2 separate regions of the Pan troglodytes genome follow, and region 2 is linked to region 1. Evidence: chromatin contacts called from public HiChIP or PLAC-seq data. All regions are on one chromosome and are shown on one strand. The core of a region is the stretch at or near the end of the contact, and the rest is flanking DNA. Distances in the headings are between cores, read along the strand shown. Region 1 holds the start of MMACHC (metabolism of cobalamin associated C). Region 2 holds the start of PTCH2 (patched 2).

Evidence for each region. HiChIP or PLAC-seq counts read pairs in DNA pulled down with a chosen protein or histone mark.
Region 2: a contact with region 1 is called in an H3K4me3 HiChIP or PLAC-seq map of stem cell-derived excitatory neurons, with 4 times the contacts expected there. The contact joins the promoter of PTCH2 here to the promoter of MMACHC in region 1. A contact is called at or near these places in 2 of 7 Hi-C or Micro-C datasets (induced pluripotent stem cells and stem cell-derived neural progenitor cells) and 1 of 1 datasets of contacts at active chromatin or transcription factors (stem cell-derived excitatory neurons).

Annotation. Positions count from the first base shown.
Region 1 is chr1:185,464,963-185,467,999 of NHGRI_mPanTro3-v2.0_pri, forward strand. MMACHC (metabolism of cobalamin associated C) reads right to left here and starts at 1,426. Exons shown (of 4, transcript XM_024345381.3): 1 at 1,047-1,426. CCDC163 (CCDC163 homolog) reads left to right here and starts at 1,799. Exons shown (of 6, transcript XR_010154163.1): 1 at 1,799-1,928; 2 at 2,017-2,115.
Region 2 is chr1:186,121,925-186,124,926 of NHGRI_mPanTro3-v2.0_pri, forward strand. It overlaps PTCH2 (patched 2), which reads left to right and starts at 1,322. Exons shown (of 22, transcript XM_016961510.3): 1 at 1,322-1,714; 2 at 2,533-2,725. The coding sequence starts at 1,643.

The DNA.
Region 1 (3,037 bases), core at 176-2,675:
GACCAGTCTCAAGCTAGACCCAACCTACTTCTCCCTCTATATCCTCTCCCAGGACTGCTGTGAGCCACTCAGCAGAAGGAATGGGAAGTGGGTAGTCTCTTAAGCATCAGGCAAAGGGCTCAAGCTGAGCTGATTTAGCTTTATAACTTAACTGCTCAGTGCACAGGGCACTGATGTGGGGAAATGTAACTGTGTAAATGGGGGTCGGGGTGCGGTGCTGAGACTGCTGTGCCAGGCAAGTGTACAAAGTTTCATTACCCAGCCCAGCACTGATGACTGGAAATATCATGAATTATCCTTCTGTTGGTAGAGGGAACAAACCAGCCAATTGTTTGCCAGTTCATCACCAGGAATGCCCTTCCTTCCTCAGCTGACCTAAATGATAGCTATGCAAACCTTCTAGGCTTTGCCCTCTCCTAAATCCTTTAGGAAGTTCCAAGGTGACTTTGCCTCACAGGTCCCTTTCTTCTTGTAAATTATATAGGTGACAATCTGAGCCACACACGCTACAGGTCATATGGTGTCTCCCGTTAACGAATCCGGCATTACATGGGGGTAAAAGGTTAAACATGCGACAACTTTTTTTTTTTTTTTGACACGGAGTTTCGCTCTTTGTTGCTCAGGCTGGACTGCAATGGCGCAATCTCGGCTCACTGCAACCTCCGTCTCATGGGTTCAAGCAATTGTCCTGCCTCAGCCTCCCGAGTAGCTGGGATTACAGGCATGCACCACCACGCCCGGCTAATTTTATATTTTTAGTAGAGATGGGGTTTCACCATGTTGGCCAGGCTGGTCTCGAACTCCTCACCTCAGGTGATCCGCCCGCCTCGGCCTCCCAAAGTGCTGGGATTACAGGCGTGAGCCACCATGCCCGGCCTCGACCACTACCTTTTTAACCCAAGCCCCCACTGAAACGCTGTCCCTGTTGTCACATGGACACTGGGCTGCAGGAACCCAGGAGGATCAGAGGCTCCCGAGGCCTCACGCCAGTTGCAACGAAGCCAATCATATATTTCGCCCTAGAACAGCAGGAGGGATAAACTAACCTGGAAGGGGTAAACCTCGAAGCCAAAAGGACATAGCGTGTCCTCGATCTTCTGCTTCAGCTCTGCGACTTTCGGCTCCATAGCGCACGTTACACGCTGAGCTTGCTGGGGAATGAAGTCTCAAGGACAATTGGGCCGTTACGTTTTGAGTCAGCTTCGACTCCATTTCCCAGGTAGGAAATGGGTCCAGTAGCGGGACCATATTGCCTATGCGCGATGCATCTTGGGATGCGTAGTTCGTTTCCTCCTTGGAGACAGCCACACGAAATCGGGAAGACTCAGTTTCCCGGCAAGCTACACGGTGGGGGTGTGCATGTACGTGTCTCTTCTAGAGAAAGGTAGTTCCACCGCCTCCATCGCCGGTTGTGTTCGCAAGAGGCGAACTCAGTTTCCCAGGTGGCGCTGCGGCAGCCAGTCCAAAGTCGGACTTTCAAAACCAACCCGAAGTTTTGAACCCGGCGGCGGCAGTTGTCACTGGCACAGGTTTGGCGTGGCGGCGCCAGTGTACTACTTCTGGGGAGGTCTCGACCAGGTTCTGGCACCTTCAATCCCCACCTGATATCTGCGTATCATCACGGTATCCCGCTTTTCCCCCAGTTCCCCAAGAGCGTCCTTCCTTTCCCTAGTCACAGGATCGCAGTTTTGGTCTGATAGCGCATCCACCTACCCCAGTGTTGCATCCCCACTTCCCTCTTTCCATCTAACGTGGTGGCCTTTCCTGGGGATACCTTGGGTATCCCCCGCTGGGAGAGCAAGCACAAGACACCAGGGAGCCAGACCCCTGCCGCTCCCCTGCCACAGGATATGAATACGAGCCTCAGCTGGTTGGAGCAGCTGGATGTGCTTCTCAACGCTACTGATGGAAATGTGGTCCGGAATAAGGTGAGGGGTTGGTGGAAGTCCCCAGTTTGCGTGGGGAGGCTAAGGGACTCTCAGAGTTCATTGGCCTGTGCATCTGTTTCTTTTGTAGCAGTGGCTGTATCCTCTTGGGGTCTCCACAGAGCTCATTGGCCTGTGCATCTGTTTCTTCTGTAGCAGTGGCTGTATCCTCTTGGGGTCTCCACCGCAGGTAAGTAATGTCTCTTTCTACTTCCAAGCCCTTTCTCTTTCTGTGCCTTCCTCCAGTGCCCGTATCATCCATTATTCCTTCCAAATTCCAACTCTGTCCTTTCCTGAACTCTGTTTCCCCACACAGACCCTGCACTTAACCCTTCGTTATTTCCTCAGCCGGGGACCTGGCTGGGACCTGGATTTCCTCTCATCACTTGCCTCTGCAGTTAGGAGTCCAAGCTCAACAGCCTTGGGCTTTAGAGACTCCCATAGTTCCACAAAGGCTGAGCTGCCCTGAGTCCTAGAGCCCATCCTCTCTCTGGGATGAGGTTGCTATTCTCTGATCCCAATTTCAATCTCAGGCTCAGGTGAGGCTTGGAATCCTTGGTGTGTATATGTGATGTTTGTGTGAGATGAGGATACTAGGGGTCGGGAAAAACTGTTATACAGTAGTTCATGTGTTTTTTTCTGCCTGGGGAGGTGACAGGCACTAAGGCAGGCAGTGCAGGGCCTGCTAGAAGAGCGAGAGCAGCAGAAGTACCAGATCAGTGTCCTGGAAGGTATCTGGCCAGTTATTTTCTTCATATACACAGCTTCATATGTATGCACACAATTTTGCCACACACCTGTTGTGTGTGCACATGTGTCTTGTTTTGCAAGTAGAGTATCTAGGGTCTTGTGAAACTCTTAGAGAGGATGATCCCTAACTTGTCCCACTACAGCATCACTAAGGTTGCTGCAGGGGGCCCCAAAGGGGAGTGCTTTTCTCCTGGAGCAACGCCTGGAGGAGCTGAGAAGGGAACTGCAGGGCCTTCAGAGCCAGGTGTGGGAGCAAGCCCAAGCCCCAGCCCAAGCCCAGATGCAAACAGGACCAGGAGAATGCAGTACTACCAATGGCCTTCCTCAGGAGCTGCAGACTGAGTAAGGGATAGGCAAGACCT
Region 2 (3,002 bases), core at 72-2,571, 660 kb after region 1:
TGGGTGTGGTGGTGCACACCTGTAGTCCCAGCCATTTGGGAGGTTGAGGTGGGAGGATCCCTTCAGACTGGGAGCTCAAGGCTGCAGTGTGCTGTGAACGCACCACTGCACTCCAACCTGGGCAACAGAGGGAGATCCTGCCTCAAAAAAAAAAAAAAAAGTGGGTTTTGGGGGTGATTCAAGTTCAGTTTTTGAAGATTATCTGCCAAGACAAAAGGACCAAAACATGTACAAAGGCAGGAACGAGGGAACACTGATGTGAGGGAACTATGGGAGAGAAGGCTTTAGCTAGATCACACAGGGCCCTGTGCTCCAAGTGGGCCTTGTGCTTTGGAGCTATCAGATTTGCATGTTAGAGAAATGACTCTGGTCTCAGTGGAGAGAGTGGACTGAAGAGGGCAAGAATGGAAGCCGGGAAGAGTGAACAGAAGAAATCTCGGGCTTTGATTGGGTCGGAAAGAAAGTGTGGCCCTACCCACTTTGATGCCATCTCTAAGACCTACTGCTACCTGACCCCCGACCTCTGGAAGGAGACTGTATTCACCAAGTCTCCCTATCAGGAATTCACTGACCACCTCGTCAAGACCCACACCAGAGTCTCCGCGCAGAGGATCCAGGCTCCAGCTGTGGCTACAACATAGGGTTTTTATACAAGAAAAATAAAGTGAATTAAGCCTGAAAAAAAAAAAAAAGAAAAGAAAAGAAAAAGAAATTGTGGCCCTAGGCCGGGCGCGGTGGCTCACGCTTGTCATCCCAACACTTTGGGAGGCTGAGGCGGGCGGATATCCTGAGCTCGGGAGTCTGAGACCAACCGGGGCAACATGGCGAAACCCGTTTTCTACCAAAAATACAAAAAGCCGGGCGTGGGGGTGCATGCCTGTGATCCCAGCTACTCGGGAGGCTGAGGTGGGAGGATGGCTTGAGCCTGGAAGGCGGAGCCTGCAAGCCGAGATGGAGCCACTGCACTCCAGCCTGGGTGACAGAGTGAGACCCCGTCTTAAAAAAAAAAAAAAAAAAAAAAAAGTGTATCCCTAACAGAGCCCGCAAATGCCCTTTCTCAGCGTAAGCCTCTGGACTTACACTTGGCCGGCGCTGCGCCTTTCCGGGATCCCCCTCCCTCCTCCTCCCTGGGGCCCCGAGGGCGGGAGGGAGGCGCGGGGTGGCCCAGCCTGGGTGGTCTCCCGCCCCGCCCCCTGCGGCGCCGTTACCTAGCAGCGGGCCGGGCCGCGCGGCTAGGGTAATTTGCGGGCCCCTCAGCCAATGGGAGGGCGTCGCCCCGGCCAGCTCCCTTTTCTGGAGCTCCAGCCGCCTCCCGGGGACTGCAGTCGCCACCTCGAGCCCTGCTGTGCGTCTCGGGCCAGCAATTCCGCCTGCGCGCGGGACCCATTCCTCCTCCAGCCGCCGCGGCCCACGGCCCACGGAGCGGGTGAATCCCGGCGCCGCGCCCCGGACCCGCAGCTCCCTGCTCTCCTCCCTCCCAGCCGCTTTAACACCCACACCCCACAGTCTCTCCCACGCCCGTGCCTTGGCGGCCCCACTGAATCCCTAAGCGGGGCCCAGCGGTACCGGGAGACCGGGCTAGCCTATGGGAGCGCCCAGATAACGCGGGTTGGGGGCGCCCGCGCCCCCCATCCCCGCCAGCATGACTCGATCGCCGCCCCTCAGAGAGCTGCCCCCGAGTTACACACCCCCAGCTCGAACCGCAGCACCCCAGGTGAGTAGAGGGGGAGCTGGAAGAAGGAAGAGCGGAGCCAGGTCTGTCACTCGGGCCTCTGCAAGGTTTGTGATGTCTTGAAGTGCCGAGTGTCATTAGATGTCTGAAGGCAAGTGAGAGCTAGCACCGCAAGCAAGTTGTGCGTGTGTGTCGGTGTGTCTGTGCCTGTGTCTCCTCATCGTCTGGCCAGTGAGAATGAATGTCTGTGGGTTCACCTCTGTGTCCACCCGACGACAGGTGTGTGTACATATGTATCCTGCTCTCAGAAAATGGGCCTATGCCGGCCGGGCGCGGTGACTCACGCCTGTAATCCCAACACTGGGAGGCTGAGGCAGGCAGATTACCTGAGGTCAGGAGTTCGAGACCAGCCAGGCCAACATGGGGAAACTCTGTCTCTACTAAAAATAAAAAATTAGCAGGGCGTGGTGGTGGGCGCCTGTAGTCCCAACTACTCGGGAGGCTGAGGCAGGAGAATCTCTTGAACCTGGGAGGCGGAGGTTGCAGTCAGCCGAGATCACACCACTGCACTCCAGCAAGGGCAACAGAGCGAGATTGCGTCTCAAAAAAAAAAAAAAAAAAAAAAAAAGAGAAAACAAAAAGAAAAGAAAGGAAAATAGGCCTATGCCTTCCTCAGGTGTGTGCTGGGGGTGGTGGGTGTTACATCTTCCAAGTCTGGGCCTGTGTCTGTGTTGGTGCTCCCTGTCCCACATCCAGAAATCAAGAAGCGAGGGCTGGGCAGCAGATATACAGGGTGAGAAGGGAAGGATTTCATGCATTGTTGCAGTGATGCCTGGCTGACCCTTCTCTTTCCATCCCAGATCCTAGCTGGGAGCCTGAAGGCTCCACTCTGGCTTCGTGCTTACTTCCAGGGCCTGCTCTTCTCTCTGGGATGCGGGATCCAGAGACACTGTGGCAAAGTGCTCTTTCTGGGACTGTTGGCCTTTGGGGCCCTGGCATTAGGTCTCCGCATGGCCATTATTGAGACAAACTTGGAACAGCTCTGGGTAGAAGGTAAGTTGTGGACACTGGCCATAGCTGCTCAGGTATGGTGAGCCCAAGACAAGAACGGGGTGAGGAGCTGGCTACTGAGCTCTAGCAGGCCTGGCCCTGGGGCTGGAGGGTCACCTGCTGGCCAGAGTCCTACACCTGGGCATCTAGGAACACCGTTCCCTCCCACAACCATAAATGGACATCTGCAGATGTTAGACCTTGTGAATTGGGTGTATAGAATATTTGTCTATGATTTTGTACATGTTTATTTAGCATTTATTGTTAACTTTCTATGTGT